Regions from separate parts of the Sus scrofa genome. Here regions 2, 3 and 4 are each linked to region 1. Evidence: chromatin contacts called from public Hi-C and promoter capture Hi-C data. All regions are on one chromosome and are shown on one strand. Each heading gives the region's core, a stretch centred on a gene start, on an enhancer-like site or on the middle of the called end of the contact. The rest is flanking DNA. Distances are from core to core; before and after follow the strand shown. Region 1 holds the start of PPP1CC (protein phosphatase 1 catalytic subunit gamma). Region 2 holds the start of PPTC7 (protein phosphatase PTC7 homolog). Region 3 holds the start of GPN3 (GPN-loop GTPase 3). Region 4 holds the start of RAD9B (cell cycle checkpoint control protein RAD9B).

What was found. Promoter capture Hi-C pulls out the DNA fragments that hold promoters and counts their contacts. A called contact is a pair of places that touch in the nucleus more often than the background predicts.
Region 2: a contact with region 1 is called in a Hi-C map of skeletal muscle, with 4 times the contacts expected there. The contact joins the promoter of PPTC7 here to the promoter of PPP1CC in region 1. A contact is called at or near these places in 1 of 5 promoter capture datasets (liver), 2 of 47 Hi-C or Micro-C datasets (heart right ventricle and skeletal muscle) and 2 of 2 datasets of contacts at active chromatin or transcription factors (alveolar macrophages and skeletal muscle).
Region 3: a promoter capture Hi-C map of liver shows a contact between it and region 1, with 3 times the contacts expected there. The contact joins the promoter of GPN3 here to the promoter of PPP1CC in region 1. A contact is called at or near these places in 1 of 5 promoter capture datasets (liver), 1 of 47 Hi-C or Micro-C datasets (embryonic fibroblasts) and 1 of 2 datasets of contacts at active chromatin or transcription factors (alveolar macrophages).
Region 4: a promoter capture Hi-C map of liver shows a contact between it and region 1, with 4 times the contacts expected there. The contact joins the promoter of RAD9B here to the promoter of PPP1CC in region 1. A contact is called at or near these places in 2 of 5 promoter capture datasets (fetal liver and liver), 4 of 47 Hi-C or Micro-C datasets (embryonic fibroblasts, heart right ventricle, psoas muscle and 1 more) and 1 of 2 datasets of contacts at active chromatin or transcription factors (alveolar macrophages).

The regions. Positions count from the first base shown.
Region 1 is chr14:32,088,383-32,092,841 of Sscrofa11.1, forward strand. PPP1CC (protein phosphatase 1 catalytic subunit gamma) reads right to left here and starts at 2,885. Exons shown (of 7, transcript NM_001044560.1): 1 at 2,831-2,885. The coding sequence starts at 2,885.
Region 2 is chr14:31,944,864-31,949,263 of Sscrofa11.1, forward strand. It overlaps PPTC7 (protein phosphatase PTC7 homolog), which reads right to left and starts at 1,692. Exons shown (of 6, transcript XM_003132884.4): 1 at 1,174-1,692. The coding sequence starts at 1,405.
Region 3 is chr14:31,847,008-31,851,189 of Sscrofa11.1, forward strand. It overlaps GPN3 (GPN-loop GTPase 3), which reads right to left and starts at 2,552. Exons shown (of 8, transcript NM_001243708.1): 1 at 2,442-2,552; 2 at 33-141. The coding sequence starts at 2,489. It overlaps FAM216A (family with sequence similarity 216 member A), which reads left to right and starts at 3,028. Exons shown (of 7, transcript NM_001244441.1): 1 at 3,028-3,325. The coding sequence starts at 3,234.
Region 4 is chr14:31,866,529-31,871,071 of Sscrofa11.1, forward strand. RAD9B (cell cycle checkpoint control protein RAD9B) reads left to right here and starts at 3,042. Exons shown (of 11, transcript XM_013982863.2): 1 at 3,042-3,157. VPS29 (vacuolar protein sorting-associated protein 29) reads right to left here and starts at 3,086. Exons shown (of 4, transcript XM_003483426.4): 1 at 2,984-3,086. The coding sequence starts at 2,986.

The DNA of each region.
Region 1 (4,459 bases), core at 1,635-4,134:
ATCTTCAGGACGGGGACCACTGCCTTTTCAACATTACAGTATAAATAGGTTTCATTTTACACCAAAAAGCAAAACAAATGGGTTGTTTTTTTACAAGTCAGAGGTCATATTTAAATCACTAAAGCAAGGCAAGCAATTGTGCAGAGGCTGGCAGTCTTGCAGTTTGACAATGGCCATCTTCAGAGCCAAGATGCTGCTGGCCAATCAGGACGTGAAAACAACTTACAACTGCCTGCTCTGCAGGAAAAGCGCTGGCCCTCACTGCTCCCTGAACAAGATCACAAAATAAATCAGTCTCAATTTCACTTCTCTCCAACACAGTAGAACTATCGGACAAGTCAACTGCTAGTTTATTTTCCTGAACCCAAAGTTTCACCGTGCAGTTATTTAAATAAGTGAACATTAGTAATACGAAGGAGTGACAACAAACATTAAGGTTTTATCACCTGTAAGGCAGACTTTCCAAGGTGGCGTGTAGAAGTGATGCCTCCTTAGGAAAAACTACTAAAAGTTTAGAGTAGCTGTAGTGGTTAAAATCTAAAACCAACATGGTGTTCTCTTAAATAAGACCTCACTTTTGAGTTGTCTTTTTTTTTTTTTTTTTTTTTTTTAGTGCTATTACTGAGTTACTTCTCAACTAGCCCGTAGAGTCCTCCACCTTTTTTTTAAAAGTGAACTAACATGTAAAAAATTCTACCAAGGTCACAAAACTCACATTCCCTCCCTTAAATACTAAAAATTTAAGTATATTTTCAGATATACTTAAAATCTTAAGTGAAAATTTTGTGAGGCATTAAAAAAAATTCACAAACTTATTATCAACATCTTCTATCTTGGATGTTATACAGATCCTCAGTGGATTATTTTTCACTGTTTCTCCATCAATTTAACATTTATGAGAAAAAAAGGAAGTCTGATGAACAGCTAGCTTACTCCCAAGGCATTAAAACACAACATTATATTAATGTCAGTGAAAAAAAAAATGAAATTTAAAAAAAACCCTGGTTTTTCAAGTGCAATATTTATATAGAAACCATTAAAAAACAATTGCTCTCATTTTAGATTATCCAAGTTTATCAAGGAAAATTTCTTAGCACACTTTAAAATATATGGATATAAGACTCATGGGCAACCTAGAATTTATCTTAAAATTCTAATGTTTTGAATCCACAGACCCCCTTTCTCAATGAAATAAAGCCCACTCTTTCGGCACATGCACCCCTGGATAGATACGCACAAGTTAATTCACAACTTTTGAACCAAAAAAAACTAAGTTCTTAGTGCCAACTGCTTTAATCTTTCTGACCCACTGCTGCTCACATAAATCAAAGAACTCTATTAATATTTAATATTAATATTAAAAGTGTTGTTCTTATAATAAATGCCAAGTACTGAGTAAATAGGGTTTTCACCCACAAATGGCAGAAGCATTTTAGGGGTCTATTTAATGGGTTCTTCTTTTGAGAAACTAGAAAAGGAAAACACCCCACACAGATTAAGATATTTTCAGGAGTTTCATTCTAATGACTTAAAAGATCTGCAAACTCTAACATCAGAGCTGACCAACTGTTCATGCTCTCGACTCCATCTCCCACAACATTTACAGCAGTATTTTAGAACTGCACAAAGGCAAAAACCAGTTAAAAACTCGGCCAAACCTACATTATCAAGAACCCGAATCAGGAAAGATTTGAATTCTTTCAAAGTTTGGAATTAGACATCAGTATTAATAGGTGGGCTCTGGAATTTGGGGGTAGTGGGGAATGATTTCACTTCAGCGTCCCTCCTTAAAATCCCTACTTCATCTGTCACCCATATCAATATGAATCAACTGTCAGACACCTCACGAGTCTTAGGTCACCCAATATTAAAGATTTATTTTAACCTCTGCTTAACCACTGGACACCTCCTTCCTTCACACACAGGCTGACTTGAATGAATTCTTGCTCCTGGATGTCTGGGTTTTAAACCTGTCACCGTGTGACCTTGGTAAAGTGACTTCTCTTAGTTTCCTCTAAAAAAAAATAGGAAAAAAAGAGCACCTATCTCATAAGACTGTTGGGAGAATTACAAGAAATCTGTGTAAAGTGCTCCAAAAATGCCCGACACATAGTAAACACTGGCTAATACTAAGATTGTATTTATCAGATGAACGCAAAGCGCTTAACACAGAGAATGGCACACTGGAAAGATTCTAACGAAACTGTCACCGCTGCTGGCTGCACGGTTCGGAGGCACGTTCAGAAAAGAGCGCGGAGACCTCAAGGTAAGAACAACTTTAAAAAAGTGTTTGGGAAGAGTAGGAGATGGGATTCAACATCCTCTTGAGATTTGAACGTTCGTCACCAAGTAACAAGAAACGGGCCAGTGGACCCCAACCTCACAAAAAATAAAAATGAGAAGCAAAGAAATTAGTCCTCAAGCCCGGGAGGATCCATAGCCCCATCACATTGCTTTCCGAGAGGAGGAGTTACCAGAAAGTTCGGAACATTTCTTCTTGCAGAATGGACTGGGGCCCCCCAATCTTCTCCGAAGATTGGCCGGGGTTGCGGGGCGCATGGGGGGCACGTACCGGAAACGTGGGGGTGGGGAGCGGAGTTTTCAAATTTCACGGCCAGGAGAAAGGCTGCACCCTCGTGCAATGAATGAGCGGAGCTGGAGGGTCCGCGGATTAGGCCAAGAGCGGGACCACGGGCGGCCTCCCTCCGGCTGCAGCCCCCGGCTCGGGGGCGAACTCGTGGGGCTCACTCCCCTCGGCGCTGCAAGCCCAAGAGGCCTCCCAAATCCCCCACCCTCGCGAGTTCCCGGAGCCGCCCGCCGCCCCCTTCACCTTCCAGCAGCCGTTGGATGATGCTGTCGATGTTGAGTTTATCTATATCCGCCATCGCCTTCCCACCGCCGACCCTCCCGTAGCGGCGCCGCCACCGGCTCGCGCCCGGGATTCACGCCTCCTTTCCCACGCCACGAGCACAGAAATGGTGGTGGCGGCGGTGGCAGAAGCCGCGGCGGGTCCCCCCCAACCGCCCCGCTCCCTGCTTCCTCCTCTCTCCCTACTGGAACCACGAGAAGAACAAAATGGCCGCCGACTCCTTAGCCAGCCTCGGGCGGCGCACGAATGCGCGCGGGGGAGTGCAGCGGCCCGGCCGGGACTTCTTTATGGGCCACAGGGCACGCGGGAGGGGGCGGGATCAGGGCTCGGGAAGGAGGCGGGGCCAGAGCGCGGGAAGGGGGAGGAGACAGTTGAGCACAACCGCGTTCGCGCGCGGAATCCTTCCGCCAAACGGGCTGAGCAAATAGGTCCTGTGGCGGGAGCGTGAGTTGCAAAGTCGCACGCGGGAGTTGTGGCCTGGGGTGAAGCTGCAGTTGTGCGCCCAAAGATTCGGCCTCCGCAGGACGCTGTTCATTGGGGCCAGATGTTTGCGGACCTGGCCATGTGAAAGCCCATGGAGGGAATCCGGGGGTGCTGGAATTTCCCCTAAACATAAATCTGGGGTAGAGGTGAAGAGGGAGAATAATAAAGAGAAGTAGGGTGACTTTTTTTGGAGTCAGATTTGCTGGGATTTGGGGGTAAGGGGAAGGCTTGATAACTAGGAAAAAAAGTCGTCTCTCAGATAAATAAAAATGTTAACAGTTACTCATTTTGAGTGGTGGATTTCCACCTGTATTTACAGGTATTTATATGTACAGTTTTTTTGGGGGCGCTCTCAAACTTTGGGGGAATTTTTTTAAAAAATCTTGAAAAAATTAATCATCCCTATCTTTGGATTATCTTTCTAGAATTCGGGAAGTTATATAATCATCGGAACGGTTACCCTGATTCTAGGCAGAACGAAGGTGAGCGAGCGTTCACCTTCAAATAAAGGGAGAATTTGCAGATTTCGCGCGTCCGAGCTCTTGGCCAGAAGAGAGCAAGTGTTTGCGGGCGGGTCCTGATTTCTGCAGATACCCCGGGAAACTTTGGCCCTTTTCCTTCGGCTTCCCAGTCTCCCCAAGGGCATCGCTCTCCAGCCCCCCCCTCCCGCCCCCCGCCTCCCCGCCTCCCCGCCGGGGGGTGCCTGTCGCCTCTAGCTAGGTTTGAAAGCGCTTGCCTACACATCTGCTCTCTTGGGTCCTGTCCTTTTCTTTAACTGCTTTTTCATACAACGCTTCACAGTTTGCAAAGCCCTTTCACTCCCAACCCCCAAGAAATTAATTTTGTTTCTCAAGACACGCAGGATGCGTGAATTCCCATCGAGGTGACTGCGCCCCTGGGACATCCAATCTCAGAATCATTGTGCCCCACCCTACCCTAACCCAACCGTCGGGGCTCAAGCGATGGTGTGGCCCAGGCTCCTTGCACGTGGACCTGTGGCCTCTCTGCTGCTGGCATTGGGGCTTTGAGTTTCACAGCTCCCTCTGCCTGACTTAGCTGCTCACTCCACTTTCCCCAGTCACCAACTCACTCTAATGCTGTAGCTCT
Region 2 (4,400 bases), core at 442-2,941, 140 kb before region 1:
CTCAAATTAAACTGAGAACAACTTTTCTAGTTCCATGTTCACAAATGCTACATGACTAGAAGCAGAGATAACAGGTGGTTATTCCAAGATCAAATTAAAAAATAATTATTGTTGTAAAGTTACAAGACCATTTGTTCCAATGCCAAACTTTGCCTCAGCAAATGAAAGTCAAAGTAATGAAAAAGCTCAAGCTCACCTGAAAAGTGAAACCAAAGTGACATCTGAACCTAAGTACAATGACAGTATGTCCTTCAATTTCAAAAGAAATGCTTTATTAAAAGAGTTTTAAAGGCATAGGATTCTATGGCCTATACATTGTCTCCAAAGATATATATGACCGTAAAGTTTCTGCCTGCTTAACTGTATTTAGCCATTGCTGCAGGCTCAACCGTAGGCTCCCACCCCCTAAGATGTAACTGGAATAGGCCGTCGGAAGCACCTGTAACCTGCTTTAACCCAATTCTCAAGGCTTTCTGGTTTGACAATTCTATTTTGGGTCAAGGAGACTCTCCTCCACCTCAAGTGACCTTAACGGGACAAGATCAGTTTGGAAGAATGCACTGCGAGTGATTTTTCACCAGGCCAGAGGCCTCCACTGCGAGTCTCGAGTCTCGGACAAGGATGTAGATCTGATCTCGATCGAGGCGACGCAGGAATGCGGCTGGGCTGTCTGGGGCTCACGACAGTCAGCCTGCTCGGGATCCCGCTGCCTGTGGCCGGTCTGTGGCGTCAGGTGCGCCAAGAAGCAGGGATCCCCGGGGCACGCAGAGCAAGGAGGGAGGGGGGAGGGAACTAGAGCCAGGTTCGGAGCCTGCAGGTGTCGCCGAGGGAGGGGACGAGGTCGTCTGGGGCTGGCATTGCCAAGTGACTAACAGTGCTGTTACGGACTCGGACAAACTGGTCACATTCTCAAGCTGTGTGACCTTGAGCAAGCGGCTCGTCCGCTCTGCGGCTCAGTTTCCTCGTCTCAAAAATGGGGGTTGTTCAAGCGGAAAACACACCTTGGAGCGCTTGGCACGGCGCCTGGCACATAGTAAGCGCTCCGTACAAATGAGCTACTACTGGCTCTCGGGCTCCTCTTACTGCCCGGAGGAGCCGGGAAAGCCCCGAGCAGGGGAGTCCCCAGGAGGCGGATCCGGGGCTGGGGCGGGGGTACTCAGGTCGGGCACTCACCGAGCACATCTGCAGAACGGTGCCGGGCTACGAAGCACGCATCGTCCCCATAGCACGCGCCCTTCTTGAGGAGGCCCTTACGGAAGTCCTTGCCGAAGCCGCAGCCGGCCGTCACCAGCCCGTAATCGCCGCCGCCACTGCCACTGCCGCCGCCGGCCCTGGGATCGGTCTGCGAGAGGCCGCCGAGCACGGCGCGGGCCACCAGTCGCCCGTACGAGAGGACCGAGAACATCGCCGCCGCCGCCCCCCCGAGGAGGCGGGGGGCCGGGGGAGCAGGAGGACGCGGAGGCCCAGAGCCGGCTCTCTCCTCAGCCGCAGCTCCGCCGCCGCCGGGACGCTCCTCAGGACAGCGCGCAGTTGCCGCCGCCGCCCCTACCCGCCGCGCGGGGCCTCGCACACGCTCCGCCCCGCGCACCGAAGCCAGAGCGAGGTCAGAACCGGCGGGTCCTCCGCCTCAGCCCAACTGGTGTCCCGGCTGCAGCCACCGCTGCCGCCGCCATCTTCCGCTCCACTAGCGTGTTCCGGGCCGCGCCGGTAGCACCGCCCCCTTTATGGCCACGCCTCTATCCCCGCCCACAACGCACGGCTCAGTCCCAAGCCCCGCCTCCTTGGCTCAGTGCCCTGTGCAGGCACAGAGGTCGAGCTTGCGCAGAGTGTGTGGAAACAATGTCTCCTGGGAGTTGTAGTCCGAAAGGTTTAGTCGCTTTTTACTTCCCTGCCTAGCTCCGAGAGTTCAAGGATTCCTCAGACGCGCGACCCAAGTTAAAAGTATCGAGAATTACAGGTGGGCTGTTTGAAAAACTTCACCCCATATTTTAAAGACTATTGTTTTAAATAGAACCACTATTCCTTTAAAGAAAAACCCGAAAAACTATCAGGTCACATGTTATTGTTCTGTAGTATTAAGAAACTGAAGTACACAAATCTAGCGACACCTCCAGAATTTATACATTGGAAAGATTTAGGGGCGGCAATCTGTTGGGAAAGAAGAGCCATTTTGCATTATGTTTAGGAAAATTCGAGAAAATGTTTTATGTTCCTGTTAGACTGTGGGGTGGGGGTGAAGATTTAGGGAGGAGATACAGGTATGGCCACTGCAAACATGTCATAAATGTCCCCCAAATAGAGAATAAAAAAATTACAGGTCCCAAATTTCTTTGCCCCGAATCTTAATTTTCTCAGGGGTCCACCTGACTAAGGAAGTCTTTTCCCACCACTGACTTGGGTACTCAGAGAGGTCATGCAATACCAAAGGCTTGAGAGGAAATTGTCCTGCCTCTCTCCTCCCACAACTGCCACCTCTTCTCATCAAAAGGAAGAAAGGCAGCTCCTCTACTTCTTTTTAAAAAGCTCTCAGCCAGCCCCTAACAAAGACATCACAGTAGCCTTCCCCAGATTTTGAATAAGGAAACTTCTTCTGAAATTATTTAGGTTGAATAATAACTAAATTTATTGAGGAGTTTGTAATCTAAAGGGAAGATTAGCTCACTAAATATGTGTAATATGTTTGTATGTGTGTATGAATGTACATTAAAATTACACACCGTGCTGATGGGACTGTACATAATCTAGCACCTGCATACCTCTCCACCCCATTTGGTGCTGTGCTCCCTTCACTAACCAGGCTCTAGTCATGCTCACAGCTGCCTCAGGGCTTTTGCTTTTGCTCTTCCTTCCACTCACTAGAATGTAATTCCATTACCTGAGGGTCCTATCCTCTTTCTTACTGTTTCCCCAGAACAGAACATAGGGGCACATAGTGAACACTTTAGTAAATAAATGAAAGAATGAGTGGATATTGCATTAGATCCTAAACTCCCCAAAGGCGAGGATCACATGCCATTATAGTATTCCAACTAATGTGATTTATAAATGTTGAATAAAAGAAGGGAAAATTGAATAGGAATCATAAATATAAAAAAATAGTATTTTTTTTGGAGTTCCTGTCGTGGCTCAGTGGTTAACGAACCCGACTAGCATCCAGGAGGACTTGGGTTTGGTCCCTGGCCTCGCTCAGTGGGTTAAGGATCTGGCATTGCTGTGGCTCTGGTGTAGGCCGGCAGCTACAGCTCTGATATTCGACCCCTGGCCTGGGAGCCCCCATATGCCACTGGTGCGGCCCTAAAAAAAAAAAAGACAAAAAAAAATAGTTTCTGTTGCATAGAGGAATGATTGAACAAATGGATTCACAAATAAAAGAAAACTGAGGAGTTCCTGTCGTGGCGCAGTGGTTAACGAATCCGACTAGGAACCATGAGGTTTCGGGTTCGGTCCCTGCCCTTGCTCAGTGGGTTAATGATCCGGCGTTGCCGTGAGCTGTGGTGTAGGTTGCAGACCCGGCTCAGATCCCGTGTTGCTGTGGCTCTGGCGTAGGCAGGCAGCTACAGCTTCTACTCGACCCCTAGCCTGGGAACTTCCATATGCTGCGGAAGCAGCCCAAGAAATAGCAAAAAGACAAAAAAAAAAAAAAAAAAAACTGAGATATGAGGCAAGTGATCAAATTTGGAATAATTTTCAGTTTTATTGAAATTTAAATATATATTATCCAGAGCCAAAATTTGGTCCTTTTCCAGTTCACTTTTGACAGAACTAGAGCTGCTCTGGAGATTCCCATCTCATGCTTTAAATGATTCTCTTTTATACCTTTTTATCTTTTTTTGTCTTTTTGTCTTTTTAGGGCCATACCCACGACATATGGAGGTTCCCAGGCTAGGGGTCTAATCAGAGCCGTAGCTGCCAGCCTATGCTACAGCCACAGCAACGCCAGATCTGAACCGCGTTTGCAACCTACACCACAGCTCACAGAAACACTGGATCCTTAACCCACTGAGCAAGGCCAGGGATCGAACCTGTAACCTCATGGTTCCTAGTCAGATTCATTTCTGCTGCGCCACGACAGGAACTCCCCTTTTTATCTTTTTTTTTTTTTTAAATGTATGGCCGCACCCATGGCATAAAAGTTCCTGGGCCAGGGATTGAATCTGAGCCATAGCTGTGACCTATGCCACAGCTGTGGTAACACTGGATCCTTTTAATCCACTGTGCAGGCTGGGGATCGAACCCATAACTTTTCAGCACCCCCAGCTGCTGCAGTCAGATTCTTTTTTTTTTTTTTTTCCCTTTGTCTTTGTTTTTTTGCCTTTTCTAGGGCCATTCCCGCAGCATGTGGAGGTTCTCAGGCTAGGGGTTGAATGGGAGCTGTAGCCGCCAGCCTACGCCAGAGCCAC
Region 3 (4,182 bases), core at 1,302-3,801, 240 kb before region 1:
AAAGGAGAGGGAAGGCTCTGCTCAGGACTCACCAGCCATCACGGAATAGCTGAAGTGTTCTGCTGCAGGATCTAGGTTCACAACTTGGACAGACCGATTGAGGGCTTCACAGTGCTGGACCATGGTGGCACAGTAGGTGCTCTGTAATGTCACAAAGCATGAGGGGTTAGAGCAACAGGCAGTGTAGCACTTACCCGCTACACCACCAGGAGGACTCTCCACACTCTTTGGGCAGTGTCCACCAAGGCCAAAACTATTCATCAACCAAGGAGCTGACTAAAAACAGGAAAAGGCCCCGGTCTGCAAATCAGGACACCTGACTGTGATGCAGATCCAGACCTGGCTTGGACTCTTGAGTACTTCTGGGAAGTTGCTTCTCCATTCTATCTCTCGATTTTTTTTTTCTTTTTTGTCATCACTAAGGCTCCTTACTGCTCTAATGTGCAACAAGCTGAATTTAAAGGGACGATTTCTGATTACACAGTGCAGTACCTAACACACAGTGTCTCCACTAGGACTGGTACGGTCCAAACAAAGCATTAGGTAGGGTGGTCAAGGACAATGACTCTGAGAAGGGAATATTTGAGCTGAGGAGTAGCATAGTGCTTGCCAAGGCAGAGGAAGAACATTCCAAGAGGAGACCATCAGGCCAATAAATAGCCTGGAGGTGGGCTATCAGTTGACAATTTTTGGCTTAAAGAATTCTTTATCCTTCAAGTTATATGTTAAAATTTCTGGAGTTCCTGTCGTGGTGCAGTGGTTAATGAATCTGACTAGGAACCATGAGGTTGTGGGTTCGATCCCTGCCCTTGCTCAGTGGGTCAACGTTCCGGCGTTGCCGTGAGCTGTGGTGTAGGTTGCAGACGCGGCTCGGATCCCGAGTTGCTGTGGCTCTGGCGTAGGCTGGTGTCAACAGCTCTGATTAGATTTCTAGGCTACTTGTCTGTCTCTCCCATCCTCTCGAAGGCAGGGATGTGTCTCATTCAGTTTTATAAGCCCAGAGACTACAACAGTACCTAGTACATAACATATGCTAGATAACTACTTCTGACATAATGTGTTTGAATAAACACCACAAGGGCAGTTTTTTGGGTGTATGTTTTAGTCACTACACAATCCCCAGGGGCCAGAACAGTGCTTGGCACAAAGAACATGCCCATTGAGCATTTCTTTCTTCTTTCCTTTCTTCTTCTTCTTTTTACAGCCACACCTAGAGCATATGGAAATTCCCAGGATAGGAGTGGAATTGAAGCTGCCGTTCCAGCCTGTACCACAGCCACAGCAACACCAGATCTGAGCCGCATGTGACCCACTCCGCAACTTGAACCTGCATCCTCACGGACACTGTGTCGGGTTCTTAACCTGCTGAGCCACTACAGGAACTCCTGTTTGTCAATTTAAAAACTGAAGTCATATGACACCTCCACATACTCCAGTGTTTCTCACCCTCTTGTAATTTGATCAATATTTTCACAATTTCTACCATATTTGAATAACCCCAATAGGATTCCCTTAACAGTCATTTACAAGAAAAAACTATCTTTAACCAGAAAATCAGTTACACTTATCATAACGTGAAGGTAATGACAGAATTAAATACAACTTTAAAACTCTTTCAAGGAGTTCCGTTGTGCAGGTTTGATCCCTGACCTTACTCAGTGGGTTAAGAATTTGGTGTTGCCGTGTGCTGTGATGTAGGTCGCAGATGCGGCTCACATTCTGTGTTGCTGTAGCTGTGGCTGTGGCTCTGATTCGACCCCTTGCCCGGGAACCTCCACATGCCGTGGGTGTGGCCCTAAAAAGACAAAAAAAAAAAAAAAAAAAAAAAAAAAAGGAAAAGAAAAAAGTGTTGAAGATGTACTAGCAACAAACTGATGATTTCACCTCAAAGCAAACTAACAAACAACCGAAAATCAAATTTCTCAATGTATGATTCAATCAATGTTCATTAATGCCAGGCCCATGTTTCTCCTAAAGTTGCCTCAAATACCAGAAGTCCACATCTCAAGCTCTGAGAAACAGTAATTAGCGAGACCCCGCCTAAGCTTTCTGGGTTAACGACAGGTACAGATTCTGCGGTTAGTCAAAATAGATTCAAATTCCCGCCGTCACTTACTAGCTGTGCGATCTTGGGCAAAAACTTAACCTTTCTGTATCTCATTTTCCTTGCCTGCAAAACGGGAATAATACACTTATCTTACACGGTTGTGGAAATGTTTTTTAGCACAGGACCTGGGGCTTAAGTATGCAATAAAGATTAGCAAATATCATTAACCCCCTTTCAAAACAACAACAAAAAGGAAACCGAAGCCCAGGCTACATAAGCGAGATGCCCAGGGTCTCAGGGCCCCCAACACACACAGCCATCAGTTCCTCCCTCTGGACCCAACCTTCCTTCCTTCCTTCCACGAACCTCGACTTTTCTCCCGCCAAATCCTCACCTTTCCGCTGCCAGCGGGGCCCATGACCAGCTGCGCATAGCGAGGCATGCTGGCTTCCCCGATTCCTGGCGCCGCCACTCACACAAAGTCTGAACACCACACTCCCTTCAGCCTTCGCGCGACGCCCCCTGAGTTCCGGGCACAAGACGTACAAACCAATCGCAATTCGAATTCTTCTTGCGCCTTCTGTTTTGCCACACCTCTGATTACGGAGCGTCCCGAAGGCCAAATCCCGCGTGAAACGCGTTCTGCGAAATGCCCGGGGAGGTTTTGCGCATGCGCAGAAGTATTTGGCGGACCTCCGGTTTAGAAACTGGCGAAGTCTGGTTACCTTGGTGATAACGGACAACTGATAACCCTCTGCATCCCTAAGCCGGGTGCTTTGGTCCTGGGTTTGCGTATTTATGTTTGACCTATATGGTGACCCTGAAGATCTGCAAATTTGCAGAGGGTCTGGAATACTAAGGTTGGAGGGCAACTTTCATTTTAGAGGGAAGGTACATTTCCTTTCCGTGACGCATCCCTTCCACAGAAAGATGCAAACGTACAAACGCGCAGTCAACTGAAGAATACCCGCCCCTCCCCCAACTTAACTCTAGGATCGTGGATCTGCCCTCCCCGCTCTCCCGAAGCTATTCGGGCACTGTCCGGATTGCATCGGAGGGGGCTAGAATCTGGCGTCCGCCTCTTCATCCCCAATATTGCCGGGTCTGACGCACGCGTGCCGACAGGGGAGGGGAAAGGGGAAAGCTTCTCCTGCACGCAGCTCGCGGGCCGGGCACCTGGGAGGAGATGCCTGGCCAGGGTCCAGTGTCTGACTGGACGGAGTGCAGTGCTTCCGCAGAGCCTTCCGCAGTGGCCAGGACCGAGGGTGCCTGCGGCGGGTGAGGTTGCCGGGCCCTGAGGGGTTTGGGAGGACGGCGACCAGCCCCTGCTCGTGATCCCCATGTAGAGGAGGGGGTGGGAACTGGTTGCTCTGAAGGACTGGTCCCCAGTGTCCTGAAGTGGGAGGAAAGGAGAACCTTTGCTATGGCCGAGATGGGAAATATGGAAGCCTACGCACAGTTTAGGGGAAGGGCTTCTGAGGGAAGCTTAGGAGGAGGGTTGGTGCAGTGACTGTCTAAACACAGTGACTGCGGCAATCGCCTGGGTGCCTCTCTGCCCCGAGGGGGCGCTACGAAATCTGCTGGAAAATTGGCCGTCTGGCCGTAGTATTTCTACAGAAAGGAGTTGGCTGGGGGCACCATGGGAATAGAGGCTCAAACGAGCGCTTCCAAATCAATAAATCTCTTACCTGTGTGTGACATTAGCCACCTTTATGTTAAACTGGGATTCATAATCTGCGACAGATGACTATGAATATTAGAGGCGCCTTGATTTTGACATTTTGTTTACTCAGTAACTCCTTTCTTCATAAATCCATTTCATTTCGAGGAGGTTTTTACTATTATTTCCTGGATGCTGAAGACAATTAGCTGCTGAAGTTACTTCCTCATCCCTTGCATCCATTATTCCCTAAAAGTGAGAGCTGCCCGGTATTCCTCTCAAGCCCACAGTCATGGCTCCTGTTGCACCCCATGGCTGTCTTAATATACTTGGTGGATTGACGAATTTTAAAGATGGGATAGGGTCATGTGTTTCTTTTCTATTTTTCACAGTGCTTGGTGAAAGTTTTCTTTTTTAAATTTTTTTATTATACTTGATTTACAATGTTCTGTCAATTTCTGCTGTACAGCAAAGT
Region 4 (4,543 bases), core at 1,792-4,291, 220 kb before region 1:
ATCTTTAGAGGGGGATCCCTTCAGATATGGATTGAAGAACATAGTTAATGTGGGAAGCTGGCATTTGAGAAAAAGGTAAAAAATAGATTTCTATATTAAAAAAGAACCTCAAATTCATAAAAGGGAATATGTCTATAACAGGTTGAAAATGCCTAGGACTAATAATGAATGAGCTGTTCAATATGAATGTGGAAGATCATTAATTAGTAAGACGTGATATTTTATAATGACCACTAATCTAAATTCTATAATGTACTGTGGATTATGCCCAAGTGAACCCAGGCTATTAGCAGTCCAAAGGTATAACTACGAATGGCCGCACAGGAATTACTTCAAATTAGTAAGGATTCTTTTTTTTTTTTTTTTTTTGTCTTTTTGCCTTTTCTAGGGCCACTCCTGTGGCACATTGAAGTTCCCAGGTCAGGGGTCTAATCGGAGCTGTAGCTGCTGGCCTACACCAGAGCCACAGCAACACAGGACCCGAGCTGCGTCTGCAACCTACACCACAGCTCACGGCAACGATGGATCCTTAACCCACTGAGTGAAGCGAGAGATCAAACCTGCAACCTCATGGTTCCTAGTCGGACTTGTTAACCACTGAGCCATGATGGGAACTCCGAAATTAGTAAGGATTCTCATTAGGACTCTGGTTTCCTGCAGGTTATAAAGTTACAGGAGGAAGAGTATCACGTAACAAATGTCATACTTTGAGCAGTGTCTTTGCCCAAATTCCACACTTTGACAGTTCAGGTTAGACACAGGTTATATAGTCTTTTAAGACAGCAAAAGATCCTGAAATGGTAGATTTGTTAAATTCAAATTAAGAACCAACCTAATCAAAGCATAGAAATTTGGTTACTTCCTATTTGATAGACTGTAAAAGGGTGAAATCCCAGTAATCAGCTACCCAACCACCATTGTTAGTAGGAGCTAAGAGAAGAAACTTACTCTGTGCCCAGCCTTAGTGGAATGAAGAAGTTGATTGCAGACAGGGGAATGAAAAAAAAATGGGTGAAACATGACCAATGTTAAAAGAAAGCAACGAAAAGAAACCAAAAAAGAAAAAAAAAAAAAACTCATATCAAATGAATATGCAAACAATTGTTAATGATTTCTGGGTGTTATGAAAGAAAATGTTAAAAATCAGCTTTGCTCAAAATAATACCAAAAGAACCATTTGCTGTACTATTAAATATGAAACACACACACACACACATACACTTAAAACCTTTTCTACTTTTTCCTAATCTCATTCTGAACTTTGACTCCTATCCCTTTTGCTTCCTGTTCTGTTTAGAATTTTATAAAACAATTTGGAAAATTCACCAGCAATAGTGTAAATAAAAGCTAACATTTTCTGGATTCTGTAGGCCTAATCATTCTTCAAGTAAATTGATCTAAATTCTCTTATGTTCAAAAAGCTGGAAAATTATACTGCAGGTCATTATTTTGTATAGAATTATGAATAACACAGCACTATGAATACATTATTAAGTGATGATGTACTAGGTGGTAAAAGCAGACACCTTCCTCCAGCTAAAATTGGACTTTTCCCACAGCTGAATTTGCTGCCCAAAGACTCTGGATAGTACTGAGTATTGAACATTTCTAATCTCCTTTGCCAAATAAAGTGCTTTTAATCATAAAAGAATTGACTAACGCTAAATTCTGCCCAGTTCTATTTCACATGAAACGTGATGTTCCAGGACAACTACCCTGAAAATCTGTTCGTCTTTCAAAAAAAACTTCAGAAACACGAATATGTAAATCATGTCAAGAAATTTCGTCTTCTCTCAGGAACAACTGCTTCAAAATTACTGTAAACTAGACTACTCTAATTTGGAGTCTGTTTGGAAGCAAAAATCAAAAGTGGGATTAAAGTCTTTAACATATATAAATCTTTGGTTGTGATGTCTAAAAGCCTCAGCCACGTTAAAGGCTGTTTGTCGTGGAATCATAATCTTAAAAATGCAATGGATGTTCATTAGAAAGAGAAGTCCTTTTTAATCAACACAAATACCACGATCATTACAACGCCTTTTGAAATTGTTCTTAAATTTTCAGGGAGGTTAAGGGCACTTTGAAAGTCTGATAGCAGCTATTAGCCCTCTCCAACAGATGTTTCTGAGTAGGGGTAGCGATCTATTGGGGATGAGGACGTGACGGGCTGGCCTTGGAGCAGGCTGGGGGAATGGATGGATGGATGGATGAATGAGGTAAAGCTTCTCAAACTTCTCTGTGCAGCTAACAATGGGCCTTTAACCACAAAAACGTATGTACTTACAAAATTCCCCAAACCATTTCAAGGAATTCGAAAACCATTAAGGAATCCTCCTCTTAATTTAGGGTCACAACATTCTAAGAAAACAAGTAGTCCCAGCAACTCTAAAAGCCAAATCCAGTTCTTTGAGGGCACACTGTCACATTTCAATGGCAGGTGCAAGTTTTTTCAGGGGCGAAGGAGGTAATTTTTATTCCTTTTCCCTGGAAGCCAAACTAAAATGGACATGGCATTCTGCTCGCTTCTTCCCGTTTTATATCCGCGAAGCCAGCCTTCGCCACATGGGGGTGGTAACCGGTACACGCCAATCCGCGGGAGGTGCTTTTTGCGGGAAAGGAGCAAGGAAACGTCTGGAAACGGAAGGGGTAATCCGCGCTCCTTTCTCGGGGACGCTCAGGCACAGGCCCAAAGGCCTCTCCCGGCTCCCGCGTGTGAGTCTCGTGACAGAGTAGCAGCTGAGGGGGGCCCTTTTCCCCCTTGGACGTCCTCCGGCCCCTAGGGCTAGGGTGCGAGGCCAGGGCTGGCCGCACCCAGAGGTGGCCGCTCTCCCTCCTCCTTTGACTTTCCCCAGGCCCGGCCCCGGACGCGCCCGCCATGGCCTCCCGGATCGCCCAAGCCCTCGCCCACAGACTCCGAGCGGTCCTAACGACGCAGCGCCCCAACCGAGAGCCAGCCCCCGGTCGCGCCAGCTGCCATCCTCACCATCCTGTCACTGGGCTCCGCTCAGTCACCACAACCGCCGCCGCCCTCTCTTCCTCGGACTCCTCAGGGACCCGCCCACCTCGCTCACAACCAATGAAAAAAGAGGTCGGCAAGAGACTGCCCTACGGAGGCTCGCACAGGCCCTTCCCCACCGTAAAGCGAAGTTGTTCTTAGGTAAATACTGGAGCGAGGGCGAGATCGCGAAGTTTCGGAAAGCGCGCGGTCAACATACGGGCACCTGGGGCCCTCGAGCTGAGGCGCACAGTGCGTCCTGACTCTTCAGAGCGTGCAGACATGCTGAAGTGTGGGCTGAGCGGCAGTCAGGTGAAAGGTGGGAAGGCCTTTCTTGCCTTCCTGTGTAGAAAAGAGCCTGTGGTCATGGGGATGTTTACACCATCGTTTCATTTCTTATCCTTGGACTTTATGCCTAAGGGCTGAGGACACGAGGCCTGGCCACAGCCAGCACGCATCCTCCCAGGGTCCCGTTAGCTTCTGAGGGAAGACTGTAGGCCCATCCGCTTTTATTTATGCATAATATTTATAGCCATAGGTATCCTTGAAGTGAAGTTGTGGTCATCAGGACAGATATTGGAATGGCAAGCCTCAAACTCGAGATGATAAGGACTTTGTGGGAAGTTGGGAAAAATAATGCTTGGGCAGTTAAAATATTTTAGTGCCACGACGAAAGCATAAACCTGATTTCTACTCCAGATTCTACTTTTTTTTTTTGGTCTTTTTAGGGCCGCACGTGCAACATATGGAAGCTCCCAGGATAGGTGTCAAATGGGAGCTCCAGCTGCCGTCCTACACCACAGCCATAGGAACCCTGGATCCTTAACCCACTGAGCGAGGCCAGGAATTGAACCTAGGTCCTCATGGATACTAGTCAGATTTGTTTTCGCTGAGCCAGGATGGGAACTCCTATGATTTTTTTAATGTATGACCTGGAACAAGCCACTGAATCATCTCAGTGCACAGTTTCCTCATCTGTAAAATAAGAAATAACAGCATCTTCTTTATAAGTTTGCTGTAGGAATGAAATGCATGTAAAAAACTCAGTAATAAATGGGAATGTACAGGAACTATTGTTTATTATAGATGGTACTTTAAACAAGTTACTCTAGAAGGTCTCTAGGAAAGTAATGGTCTCCTACAGATAGTAACCTGAAAATGATCATTGAAAGGCATCTTGTACTGTGGCTGACTTCATCTGTGTTGAGGACATCTATGGAACCATATTAATTAATGGGAGAGGGAAGCACAAGCCTTCCACTGTTGCATGTTCTTAGAGTTCTAGAAAGTTCCCTATTGCAGTGTGTATCTCAGTTCTCAATAAGTAATTATTTGTATGGTGTTTAGTTTTGTTTTTCCTCCTGGACTATAAGAACTAAGAAGGCAGAAACTACCTGTCTTGTTTATTGCTATATGCCCATTGCCATGGTTGCATACTTGGAGCATACTGGGTGCTCAGTAAATATTCACTGAGTGAAAAAAAGGTCTTCATTAGGCAGCTGCAGGAATAAGTGGTGAATGTAAAGTGATGAAAGGGACAAACGCCTT